2 separate regions of the Macaca mulatta genome follow, and region 1 is linked to region 2. The links are chromatin contacts, called in public Hi-C maps. All regions are on one chromosome and are shown on one strand. The core of a region is the stretch at or near the end of the contact, and the rest is flanking DNA. Distances in the headings are between cores, read along the strand shown. Region 1 overlaps SHB (SH2 domain containing adaptor protein B). Region 2 holds the start of SHB (SH2 domain containing adaptor protein B).

Region 1 (6,598 bases), core at 1,001-3,500, 150 kb before region 2:
GGCTCTGTCACAGAGCAGGGCAGGTCTGGTCCGCTCACAGGGTCCTCACAGCCACGGGGTAGAGGAGGGACAAGTGCTCGGCCCCTTTGATGGGTAGCTTTCTGGTGGTGTAGTAGTGGATGACTTCCGGGACACTGTCGAATGGAGGGCTGTTCTGACCCAGAATGTATTTCTCTTTGGTTTTGGCCAGTTTCATGTGCATAAAACCCTGGTTGCTCCTGTGAACAAAACACAGAGGTTATCAGAACTACCCCTCTGACACTCAGGCTAAGGCCAAGGGACTCCTCAGCTGTCTGGGACAGAAGGGATCCCAGCCATGAAGTGGCTGGGAGTTGCACCTCTCCATGCCAGGGCCAAGGCCCAGGACCAGATGAAATGCAGCTGCACCCAAGTGCACCCCCAATTCCAGCATCTGACCCAGAACCAGCAGCACGGCTGGTTCTGCTGCCAGGCTACAGGAGAGCATTCCAACACTGAATGATTCTAGGGGCTTCTTCAGAAAAACAAAACAAAACTTAGTCCCTCTTTATACTACTAGTGCATATCCCTGTTTAAGCCTTGCCTGACAGGTGCAAAGTGTGTTCATATCCCCAATGCCATGACAAGTGGGTAGGGCAAGGGTCATCACCCCCAGTTTCCAGAGGAGGAAATTGTGTGGCAGAGATGGCAAGTGATCTGTCCTTCCCTTTCAGTAGTAGAAAACTGTCACTGGGAAGGGGCCACCCAGCCAGGGACTACATTTCCCAGCCTCCCTTGCAGGCAGTTACCCATGTGACTTGGCTTAGCCAATGCAATGTGGGCAGAAAGTCTGTACTACCTGCCCTCTGCATCCTTCCCTTCTTCATAAACCCTGTCTCTCCCAAGGTCCAGCCTGTGTTGTCTCTGCTGGGTGGTCTTCCAGGCTCCCACAGGCAGAGCTCCTTCCTTCATCTGGTGGCACTGAGGACACGCGTGCCTTCCTGAACTGCAGGTACTTAGCCACCATCCCAGCTCCTCTGAGCATGCCACGGAGCAGAGCCCAGTCTATGTCCACCATGCTTGGCTTCAGACTTGCCTGAGAGGAACCTCCTGAAGTCTGCTCAAGGAAAAGCAGTGGGGTGGGTTCCTCAGAGATCAGAGCAGAGCCTGTGTGCTCAAAGCCCTTGGAGCCCACCTGCATCTGCTCACACAGAGCCAAGGCCATGGTCCTCCCACCAGCATTTGCCTGGCCCCAGCAGACCTCTCCCAGCTCTCGCTGGGGCTGCAGCCACACTGGACCCCTCACCCCTCCACCAGCCTGCCTCGGTCCAGGCTGCCGTCTTCCTGCCTACTCAGTTCCACACCTTTTATGATTCCACTATGATCCTGCCACCACACCTGTGGATGCTTTAGATTTTCCAAAGCACAGTTCACTTTATCGGGTGTCTGTCCCTTAGGTAGAAAGCTGGAGCTTCTGACAAATCACCTGCCCCCATCTCCACGGCCTCTAGAAGACTCCCCCAACCTGAGCTCCAAGCAGACTTGAAGGTTTGCAGCCTTTCCACTCCAGCTCCGCCCCTCGCCACTGTCGCTCCCACAAGGCCTCTCAGGGCTTGAACACATCTCTTCCAGTCAGGACTGGGCTTCCCAAGCTAACGAGTGCCCGCTCTATTGACACCTTAACTTGGGCTCCAGGACCATTTTCAAATGGGCAGAACAAATGCTTAATGAAGTGCGAGCACTAAGCAATATGTCTGCTTATAATAATGTATTGAGAGATGTCACCCTCAGCTTAACAGAAATCGTTGGGAGAGCAATTACATTTCAAGAGAGAATAATTCCTGTAGAGAACTGAAATTTAAATCAAGATTTTTTTAAGGCTGGCAATGTTCTAATTACAGAGCCTGTGGCAAGTTCTGCTCCTCAGTGAAGGGTCATTTCATTGGAGAATTGCCTAGACACGTCTGAGAAGCAGGCGGCGCACTTGCTTAGGCTGCAGAAAGGAAACGGCGTGTATATGACAAGAAGAATGTAAAACTCCATTCCAGTGAAGACTCACCTACCCGCCACGCCGAAGAGACCACAGATCTGTGCCAGCTTGGAAAGGGCTGTGATTGCTTAAATAACACACTGAAACTGCGTGGCTGAGAAAACAGCAGAAGAGTTAAAAAGCTGAGCTCTCAGAGCCACATGCCCAGCTTCGCCTGGAGAACGGGTGTGGGCGGGCGAGAGAGCAGGGCTGGTAAGAAGGGGCTGCAGGTGCCAGGGACACTCAGCAGGGAGGAGGGTGTGACCCTGGGCACATCATTCCCCTCTACGTGCATGCACTGAGTGGCCTTATGTTTTTGGGGTGCTGGACCAGCAGGCTTTGTGATTCTCACAGATCTATGCCTGGGGGACAGAGTGGAGGAGGTGTCAGGCAGACGGTCACGGCCGCTGGCGGGAAGAGTCTGCCAGTGTGCAGGTATGAAGCTGTAGGGGAGCGAGCCAGTTTCATTTTCAAAGTTAGGAGAGTAACTCACATGGATGAAAGTGACATTTCACACTAATTTGTTCTACAGCATCGGGCAAGGGATGTGGACAGTGACGGCGGCAATGGCTCTCACAGTCTGAAGCAGACGCTAAGCTCCTCTGTTCACAGGATAGGGGCTTAGAATGGCCAAGGTACGATGTCCTCTGTACCTTGGCTGCTGACAGATAGCGAGTTGGGGCAGCTGCCAGGCTGAGAAGAGTCTAGACGTCCCCTGGAAGTCCCTCCTGCCTGTCTGAGCCTGCTGTTTATCCCCCCCCAACACACTCCTATTTCGCTTGTGTAAGCACCCACAAGTTTACCACCTTGAGCCAGGCTGTGCCAATGGGGCAGGCTGGTCCCGAAGCTCAGAGACCAAGGCAGAGCTGGGACCAGCACTTGGGCTCCATGAACCCCCAGTCTGAGGCCTGACCATTCTCAGGCAGAGGGAGAAAGGCACGCTCACATGCTGACCCTCCCGGGCTCAAGCACTGCACCCCGTGGGTTCCCTAGCCCTCAGGCTGTCCTTGTGCCTTGCTGGGCTCTGTCCCTTCTCCCACTGCATCCACAGGGAGGCTGACTAGATGACCCCGGGGGGTGCTTCCAGCCCTAGGTCCTGGATTCCATATGTGCAAAACATAATCTGCTGCCTACCTGCTGAGGGCTTCCTGCAGGAAGGGGTCTGCAAGCAGCCTGACACATTCCCTCCACCGCTGCCCTCATCCCCAGTCCTGCTTTCGCTGGGGCATCGGCCAGGATTGCCTTCAGGGACAATCCTTCCTATAGGCCAGGCTCTATGTGTTTAAGCACCGAGGAGCAGACAGGGGAGGTGTCCGGCCCAAGATCACACAGTGATCATCAGCAGCCAATGTCCAGAGTCAGTGCTCCTGACCTCAGCACTCCCCAGACCTAAGAGAGGGCCTCATGTAACCCTCAGTGCTCCACGTGAAGCCAGGCAGGGGGGTGGGTGAGAGGCGTCAGACCCTGAGCAAACATCCCCTCCACGCTGATCTTCCGCTTCCACAGCGCCCATGGTGCAGGGCTGACAGCAGGTCAGAGACAGCAGAGGGGCTGGGAGTAAAAGACAATGTGTGGCACCCACGCAAGGGGCTGTGCCGAGGATTGGGAATGACATGTTCTGATTGGTGGAGCCCCCAGGACCGCCCCCCAGGGGTCTGAGGTCCCGAGACTATCTGCCAATCCTCGACCAATGCAAGGGTCAGGTGACGCCTTGTCCACACACAGCCAGGAGACATGCTGTGACAATACATTCTCATTGGTTAAGGTCCCCATGAGGGAGATGTCACCTAACAGTTGAAGATTTAAAAGCAGCTGCCAGGAGTGGCTTCGCTGACTCCCACCTTCACACAAAAGGAGAGGCGAGCATGAGCAAAGGAAGCATGAGCATTTCTGTGGAGAACAGAGGGGTACATCAGGCAAGGAGTATGCCCAGGGATGCGTGGCTGCTGCAGACAGCATGTATTCTGAGCTGCAAGCAGTCTGGGGGTCACCTCTCACTCCCCTGGGGTACTGTGGAGGAAACTGAAGCCAGACAGTATACTACCCTGGCCCAAGGTGCACAGCAAGGCAGGCTGCAGGTGAGCCCAAAGCCCTGGTCCTGCATCCCGAGCCAGGTAAGCCGGGCTCTGGGCCACACCTCCTCCCACCTTTCTTCAAGGCAGCGTGGACTTCCGCACTTCAGCACCATCGCGGTTCAGGGAGGACACTGCCCCCGGGGAGCTTCAACAGTCTGCTGTGCCTGCCAAGCTCCTGCATCAGCCCCGTCTCCTTTGACAGGACATCTTGCGAGGGCAAAGTCACAATGAGAGGTGTCTCTGGTGGGTGACCTGTCTAATGAGTCTTGTAAGGCTGGCAGAGGCCGGGGTGCTGGAGCTGTCACAGGCGTTCAGATGGCTCATTATCATCACAAAAAGCACCTCCTCATCATCAGGATTATCAAACGTGCCGGGCACGTAGGGCTAATAACAGGCCCCACCTCGCAGCGCAATCACGGGCTTTAATAAAACATTACTCAGCCTGCAGCTGCCGGCCGCTGAGCAGGGTACGAGGCCTCACCTCTCGCTTTTAGACCTAATTGCTTGATGCATATTTCATGAAGAATCCTGAGTAATAGTTATGTTAAACCGCTTCTTTTCATGATGAAATGACTTAAAAATACTTGCATATAATATTTATGCGGGAGAAGGATGGAAATTGGCCTTTGGGACTAACACGTGGGACCCAGTTACAGGACTCCAGACACAGAGGGGATTTCTGGTTTACCTTAGCTTGAAAGGTGTGTAGGGAGCTGCTGTCCTGACCCAGATGTCCTCAGAACATTAGCCCTCAGGTCAAAACCATCCAAGGCTCCCCATGGCCAAAACGGATGTAATGACATCCAGTACTTCAAGAGCCCCTACTGGGTACTGGGCTCTGAGCTGAGCTGTTGCCACATATTCTCTCATTTAAACTGCAGAGCAAAGCTGCTAAGTTGTTAGAATGATCACTATTTACAGATGGGGAAACTGAGGCTCAGGAAGGTTGTGTCTCATGGGACATGGTAGGGCTAGGATTTGAACCTATGTTTGCTGAACTCCAAAGCCTGGCATTCAGGGCCCAGAAGTTCCCACCACAGCCGCATCTTCCTCTGCTCAGCCACCCGCTGGCCTCTTTCTGCCCCAAGATCTGGCTTCCCCGCAGCTTGGTGAGAACTGGAGGCTGAGAATCCTGCAAGCCCACTGTGATGTTTCTCAGCCGGCTGAGCCGTAGCCCCCTCTGGCCTCTGGGCACACAGCCGAGGCACTGTGCCCGTCACCCATCCATCCATCCATCCATCCATCCGGGTCTGCCCAGAGCCGGGGCAGTGAGGCCCCATGCGTCCTCCCCTCCAGACATAAGCTCCTCAGGGCAGGCTGGTGGCTGGTCGACCTTGTCCCCGACTGCGGCCCAGCAAAGGGAGAAGCTGCACACTCTGAGGCTGGACACAGTGGATACTTTATCCAGCCAACAACAGTTCCAGGATGAGCCAGTGACAACTGGCAAAATGGGAAGGACTAGGGAGCTTCCGGAGGGTCATCCCTGCGAGGTGAGTACACAGGCATGTGCTTTTCATATCAGAAAGTCTCCCCCAGGGAGGCCACAGGGAAGAACGTGCCAGAGCCCTTTTCCCTTAAGATTTGGAAAAGACTTATTCCTGAGGCCACTCAGCCGCCCAGTGCCCCCTGCCCAGGCCTAAATAAAACATGAATGTGAGACAAGTTCCCTTGCAAAATCGTGGTCTTCTTGAAGGCGTAAGGTGAGCGCTGGCCCTGCCCCTCCCTACTCGGGCTCTAAGTGGCTGTGTCTTTTCTTCTTGTTGGGCTATTTTGGTATTTTTTTACCCACCACTCTTTCTTATGACTTTATTTTCTATTATCCCAAAGAATGTGGCACCATGCTGTTGGGCCATTTTAAACATTTAAATGTTACGCTGTGCAAAGATTCCTGGGCCAGGTCGGTGGAAGGGGAGGCAGAATGAGCTTGTGCATTTAAAGTGCACTCAACCATCAGCTGCCAGATAATTCCCAGGGGAGGGAGGTGTCGCAGGTCCCCTGGCCTTGGTGAGCAGGGCAACAAGTGCTCACACTCTGAGCCCTGGGAGCGCCGCCTCCATGCCTGACATCGGGGAGGGCCCTTCCACCCCCACAGACATGTACTTGCTTCCGACGGGGTAGAAGCAAACGGGGAAGTTTGTGCCGAATCCAAGGGAGTCAGGCCCAGCTCTAATGCTAACCTGCTGTGATGTGGGTGACAGAACCAGCCTGGAGGGTGACCATAGCAAGCTACCTCCGTGGTCACCTACCAAGCCTGCAAAATGGGCAGTTCCTGCCATAACCCCACCCGAGGATGGCGATTCTGCCTCTCGAAAGCAGTGCCTTTATGACACAGCTTTTGCTCTCCTCCCGCCGCCTCTTTGACCTCCAGGGGAGTGTGACATTTTGCTAGGTCTATGCCTCTAAAGACACTCTCCCCCTCACCCCCGCGAGCAGGACACAGCCACTCCAGCAACATAGTGCTGGAAGATTCGAGAAGCACGGCATTACCCATCTTACCACCTGGGGATGTGCTGCCAAGTGCTCTATGGACCTCCTC
Region 2 (6,705 bases), core at 247-2,746:
TGGTGTCAGGAGGCCGCCGGTCCCAGGAAAAGCGAGCGGGAGGGGGCAGAACCGGGGAAGCAGCACGCCAGCCCCGACCCAGGGTCCTAGGCCGAAGCTGAAGTAGGGACTCGACACCAGAGCGGTGGGTGCCTTGGTTTCCCCGTGCGCACCGTGGCTCTTTTGGTACCTCGGAAAGAGGCCAAGGGGCACCTTACCTTGTCCTTCTTGCCGGCCCCGCTCTCCTCCGCGGCTGAGGCGGCGCACTTGTTGAGCAGTTTCTTGCCTCCGCAAGCCGTCGGGCTCCAGGTGCGGCCGCCCGCGCAGGCGCCCCCCAGGGGGTCCCCGGCCCCGCCGCCCGCCGCGCTCTCCACTTTGATGAGGCGGTGCTTGGGGGAGATGTAGCGCACCTCGGCCGGCGTGGCGGGCCGCCGCTCGCTGCTGCTGCGGTAGAGGTGCGGGGAGCCAGAGGAGGAGGACGACGACGCGGCGGCCCCCGCGCCCGAGGAGGCGCAGCAACAGCCCGCGGCGCCCGACGCGGACGAGGCCGAAAAGGCGCGCTGCACCCCGCCTGGCTCCCCGCCGCCGCCGCAGTAGTCCAGGCGGCACATGGCGCGCAGTTTGCGCAGCGACGAGCCAGGCCCGTTGTAGGGGTCCTCGAAGTCGCGTTCCTTCTGCGCGCGGTAGGCGCGGATGAGGTCGCTGGTGCTGCCGCTGTCGTCGGGCAGGGAGCCCGAGGAGGCCGAGAAGCAGGAGGCGGTGGCCGGACCGCAGGACGCCGAAGCGGCGGAGGAGGCCTGCGGCACGGCCTGGGGGGGCTGCGAGGGCCGCTCGCCCCGGCGCCGCTGCTCGCGGTAGTCTGGCCGCGGCGGCTGCGGTGGGCTCTTGGTCTTGCTGTTGCCCAAGCTGAAGTACTTGTTTAGCCACTTGGCCATGGCGAGAGGCCGCCTAGGGCCGCGGCGTGGGAGCCCGGTCCGCCGCCGCGGCCATTCGGGGGGCAGCGCTGCCGCGCAGGTCCCTCGGCGCCCCGGCCCCGGCGGGGGGCGTCCGGGGCGCCCGCTCGCGACGCCAAGTTCAAGTTCTCGCCGCCGCCGCCTCCTGCCGGCAGCTCTCTGGCTCCGGCAGCTGCAGCACCGCCCTCCGCCTAGCGCCGCCCGAGCTAGGGATCTCGCGCCCCTCGTGGGCGCGTCTCATGGGGTCCCGGCCCACGGCCCGGGGGAGAGCGGAAGGTCCGAGCGCTACCGCCGCGGACCCTGTGGCCGTGAGCCCCCCGCCGTGGAGCGCGCTCCTGCCCCGTCGGAGCCGCAGCCTCCGCCTTGGCCGGGATCTGCGGCTGCCGCGGGAACTTCTCGGCGTCCTCGGCTCCCTTCTTCCTTCCTGCGAGCGCTGGGGCGAGCTCTGCCGCGCAGCCGAGGAGAATGCGGCCGGGAGAGACAGCGAGCGACGGAGGGAGGCAGCCGGCGCCCGCCCGAGCCCGCGCGCCCGTGCCCGTCCCGGCGGCGCCTGTCGCTGCCACTGCCGCCGCCGCCTCCCGAGCCGCCGCGTGTGTGACACTCAGGCCGCCAGAGCCCGCCCCGCGCCGCCGTCCCGCCCTCCCGGAGCCCGCGCGCGCCCCGCCCCCCGTCCGCCCCCGCAGACCCAGCACCGCCCACCCCGCGAGCCTGGCCCGGGGCCGCGGCCCAAGCCCCGCCTCCCTCGCGCCCGGGCCTGGGGTGGGCGCACCTCTCCGCTCCGGCACGCGCCACCTCCCGCGGCCGCCCAGGCGCCAGCACCAGGGTCGTGCCCCAGGGCGCCGGGGTCCCGCCGCGCAGCCGGCTCCGCCTAGCTTGCTGCTCGCCGCTGCCTCGGGCAAGAGGTTGCCTGGCGGAGTCTGCTACGCGCAGAGGCCAAACGTGTCCGCAGTCCTCCGGGACCCCGCGCGTTGTTCACTCCAAGGATCCCCCTGTCGGGGTTGAGGAGTGGGGGTGGATTAACACGGAACCTTTCTAGTTTACAGCGTGGCCCGTGTGGAGGAAATGCAGTGCCGAGTGTCCTTAGGGACAGACTGGCTGTCCCCCTTTTCCTTAAAGGGACAGACTCCGGTTCAGCCCCGTGCACCGGGTCTTCGGAGGAATCTTTATGCTAATGAGTGTATTAGCAGTCCAGATGACGGATGTGGCCGGGATAGGCGGTGGGAGCCGGGCCCAGCACCAATTCGAGAGCAAGTCTAGGGGAGGTCGGAATGTTTGCTTACCTTTTCACCTCTGAGGAAGTCGAGGCTTTTAGCCCTGTTCACTGCCAGCCTGGCGGAGCAAGTTGTGGGAACGTTTAATGCCTTATGTTGTAGGGGCTGGCAGGGCTCCATTTAGTACAGGAACTCGGCCGGGTGCGGTGGCTCACGCCTATAATCCCAACACTTTGGGAGGCTGAGGCGGGTGGATCACGAGGTCAGAAGTTCAATACTAGCCTGGCCAAGATGGTGAAACCCCGCTGTAAAAATAGAAAAATTAGCCGGGTGTGGTGGCAGGCACCTGTAATCCCAGCTACTCGGGAGGCTGAGGCAGAGGTTGCAGTGAGCCGAGATCGCACCACTTCACTCCGGCCTGGGCAACAGAGCCAGACTGCGTCTCAAAAAAAATAAATGACCTCATTTTACAGATGGAGAAACTGAGGCCCAGGGGAAAGTCACAAAGGTGGACTTGGATGCCAGTTCCTAAATCTGGTGGCACCACAATTATGTCTTTTCCAAGAGTCTCTTCTTTGCGATTTCAGATCATCCTTTGATTATTAACCAAAATTGGGGAAATAGGCCCAAGGAGTGGCCCAATTTGCTCAGTGTAACTTTTCCTGGGATCTGCACCTGGGGGAGGTGGCATGCTCCCTGTTGAGAGGGAAATGCTGCCTGAAGATGAAGTAGCTGCCACTAGTGCCTGGTGCTGCTTTGAATTTGCCTGGGCAAGCCCCAAAATGTGACTTAACTCTGAGATGTGGGCAGCTGAGAGCTGAGAAATTCTCTAAGAATGTTGATTTACTAAAACAATAGCCCGAATCAAGAATCTGCATTTGCTGTCCATCTATTATAGATGTGATTTGGGGGAGTCTGTTTTTCCGCTATCCTGTAGTAACAGCAGGAACTGTGAGGGCAGACAGCAAGGCCGGGGGCTCTTTTGATCACGTTGTAGTTCTGGCCACGCTGGAAGTGGAGGTCAAACTCTCAGTCTGAGACATTTGGACAGGGAAGACCTGAGAGCTGTTACTGCTTCCTCTCTGTAACCCACCCAGACTCATGCCTGAGGCCACAGCGCAGAAGTGATAGAAGCAGGACTTGAACTAGGTCTTATCCTGAAGCTGACCTCCGTCTGCTCAGCCACACACAGTAGTAAAGTGGAATTGACTTCAAATTTGTTCTTCCAGAATCAAGCTATTTGCCCTTTCCCTCCTTGGTCAGACAATACTGTCATCCTCTGTGGCCAATTGAATTTTCCAAACCCACTATGTCTCATAGTCACAGATACTGTCACCAACTACACAGCCTCTTCATTGCCTGAGATCTATTTACTTAGCATTTCACAGTAAATAATCTAAGGGGTGTGTGTGTGTGTGTGCGCACGCGCGTTTGATGTGTCTGGGGCACGCAGAGAGGACCCAGAAGTTGACCTGGCTAGGATGTTTATTTTGAATATACCTAGACTTAAATATCTCTGTTACCCTTTAAATTGCTCCTCTGTCACATTGGCACTTAATTATCTTGCATATAAGGAGGCCTCAGTAGAAAACCTGAAAGGCAAGGACATCCTTGTCTTAAGCCCCACCTTTCATCCAACCACAAATCCTCCCCAGCTACCTTCCTTCCCATTTCTACTTCTGAGCTCAGATCCTGGCAATAGGCCAGGCCATCTGAGACAAGAAAGTCCTCTCTGGAATCTGGAAGCTTGCTCCCTTCTTTTGCCTTGCACATGGAAGGGTTATCTCTGCCTTTTCCAAAGGTTCAGGAAGAGACGTTATATTTCGTAACTTATTTTTTCCATGTCACTTTCAGCAGGCCATAGGGTCGTATCCACTTTCCCATGTGATACCTCTGCTGGGGTGTAATTTGCAAGCCAGAATTATTGTAATGCTATAGTATTATGCCAAGAACGTCCAGAGCACTTGTGTATCTGCTCAACCCTTAGACACTCTGTATATAATTAACCCTCCTCAACATCCCTGCAATCTGGTGTTATTCCCAGTTTACAGATGGGGTAGCTGGCCTAAGGTGGTATTTACCTGAAGCAGGCAAAAACCACATGGGTGTTTTCCTTTAGGAGCTTGTAGAGACAACTATCCAAGACTCAGAGTCCGAAATAATCATTCTGAAGGGAAATAGAAAAAGCTTCCTAAGGACTATGCCAAATGGTTTAGGAAGGCAAACACTTGTGGGAGAAGTATTAGAGCACTATAGGAAGGAAGAGATGGACGGACTCTCTTTTCAGAGATCCAGCCACTCCATTTTAGAGAGGGCAGACTGGGACCGGTGAAGGGAAGAGATTAAATCAAGAGGCACAGCTAGGATTGGTCTCCAGTCTCTTGACATCACAAACTCAACATTGTCTGATGCTGTAAATTGTGTCCATCATTTTTGGAATTTTTGCTTTTCATGTCCTCCTCCAGTCCCATCCTAGTTTTCTTATTAGAAAGGTTGAGTTATGGCCCTATTTCTGTTTCTGTTCTATCTTAGCCTATCACTTTAGAACAAGAGCCCCTCAAGCTGCCAGGGGCATGGTGTCTCCTTTGCTGCGCCTCTTTCCAGTATCTGGAGGAAGGCTGTGCCACTTGTACAGGTCCAGAAAAAGAGTGCCACCACCAACCCAACAGACTCATCTACTTCTTCTTCTTTTTTTTTTTTTTTTTTTTTTGAGATGGAATCTGGCTCTGTCACCCAGGCTGGAGTACAGTGGAGTGATCTCAGCTCACTGCAAGCTCCGCCTCCTGGTTTCATGCCATTCTGCCTCAGCCTCCCGAGTAGCTGGGACCACAGGCTCCCACCACCACGCCCAGCTAATTTTTTTGTTTTTTTTTTTTTTTTTTTTTTTTTTTTTTTTTTTTTTTAGCAGAGACGGGTTTCACTGTGTTAGCCAGGATCGTCTCGATCTCATGACCTCGTGATGCACCCGCCTCAGCCTCCCAAAGTGCTGGGATTACAGGCGTGAGGCACCGCACCCAGCCCTTTTTTTTTGTTTGTTTGTTTCTTTCTTTAGAGACAGTGTTTCACTCTTGTTGCTCAGGCTAGAGTGCAATGGGATGATGTCGGCTCAACACAACTTCCACCTCCTGGATTCAAGCGATTCCCCTGCCTTAGCCTCCTGAGTAGCTGGGATTACAGGCATGCACCACCATGCTGGGCTAATTTTGTATTTTTAGTAGAGATGGGGTTTCTCCATATTGATCAGGCTGGTCATGAACTCCGACCTCTGGTGATCTGCCCATGTCAGCCTCCCACATCAGCCTCCCAAAGTGCTGGGGTTACATGTGTGAGCCACCGCACCCGGCCTCATCTACTTTTTTTTAGATAACATTATTCAGTTCTGTCCATTGAATGGTAACGTCAGTCCCCTGTCTGTGTACCAGGCCCTGGGGGATGCAGAGATCATCTGAACCACAGTCTGTCACCAATAATTATACAAGGCAAGACGAGAGAAGTGCAAGACAGAACAAGGGACAAAGAGCTGTGGGGCTATGGGGAAGGGAGATTTTAATTATGAGACGGGGTAGATCATAATGGGTTCTTAGTAGAGGTGATATCTGGTCTGGGCCTTGAAGAGTGAGTAGCATTATGATATAGTAGAATTAGACAAGAGAATTCTACACAGAGAGAGAGGTGTAGAAGCCACACATCATGAAAGGCATAGAAGCAAGAACATGTGGCAAACCACTTGGGCCATAATGAGTTTCCAAGTGGAGTGGGAGTAGCTGAGAATCTGTGAATGCACGGAATGGTGGGTAAGGGTAGAAAGGTAGGCTGTACCCCATCAGGAAGAGTTTTGAATATCAAACTCAGGAGAATTTTTTATCTTGTAGGCAATAGGGAGCCACTGAAGGTCTTTGAGCAAGGAAATTAATTACCTTATGTTTTCTGCATTTTATAAAGATTATTTGGGAAGCAGTGTGGAAGATGTATTTCTTGGGGAGAGACAGAAAGTAGGCAGAGCAGTTAAAGGAACATTAAGGAACCAGAAAATGGTGCATAGAACAGTAGCTAGTGCACAGAAGGCACTCAGTACTTTTGTTGAATGAATAAATAACGTTGAAGTAGTGAAAGGGTGTTAAGTCATTTTAGAGGACAGACTCTGCCTGACTCTCAAGTCTTTGCCTTTGGGCCACTTAGTGAGTGGTGACCAACCACTTCCCAGTGAAAGGTGATGCTGCAGGAAGGAGAAGGTGGCTGACTTGGCATTAGCTACCTGTATAAACAGCTGTGAGGGTCAGGGCACAAGTCTGAGCTGGAGGTATAGATTTGGGAGTTACTAGAGCTCAGTAAAGATCTGAAGCCAAAACCTCTGTCATCCATGACCCCTTAGTTCATTCCTACTTTATCCAGCCCGTCGGCAAAGTATATGCAGAATCCGGCCACTACTCACCACCCCCATCTCTACCACCCTGGACCAAGACTCCTTCATCTCTTGCCTGGATTATTGTGGGAGTGTCTTATCCATCTTCCCTGCCTCCATCTCACCCCAGCAGTCAGTGATCCTATTAAAAATGGGTGTG

What was found. Hi-C and Micro-C count contacts between places; a contact is called where the count stands out from the background.
Region 1: a contact with region 2 is called in a Hi-C map of cortical neurons, with 4 times the contacts expected there. The contact joins the enhancer-like site here to the promoter of SHB in region 2. A contact is called at or near these places in 8 of 14 Hi-C or Micro-C datasets (CD4 T cells, blood, cortical neurons and 4 more).

The regions. Positions count from the first base shown.
Region 1 is chr15:61,670,058-61,676,655 of T2T-MMU8v2.0, reverse strand. It overlaps SHB (SH2 domain containing adaptor protein B), which reads right to left. Exons shown (of 7, transcript XM_077965687.1): 7 at 1-218. The coding sequence ends at 35. Among named protein-coding and RNA genes, the nearest start is that of SLC25A51, 34 kb to the left of the region's middle. Within about 2 kb of position 2,250, at least 6 of the 40 cell types and tissues checked have an H3K27ac peak or open chromatin away from gene starts, as enhancers often do. A contact at or near this core is called in cortical neurons and fetal cortical plate, where this site is marked.
Region 2 is chr15:61,522,806-61,529,510 of T2T-MMU8v2.0, reverse strand. SHB (SH2 domain containing adaptor protein B) reads right to left here and starts at 1,496. Exons shown (of 7, transcript XM_077965687.1): 1 at 198-1,496. The coding sequence starts at 914. The region is part of intron 1 of LOC144334622 (a long non-coding RNA gene); the gene reads left to right.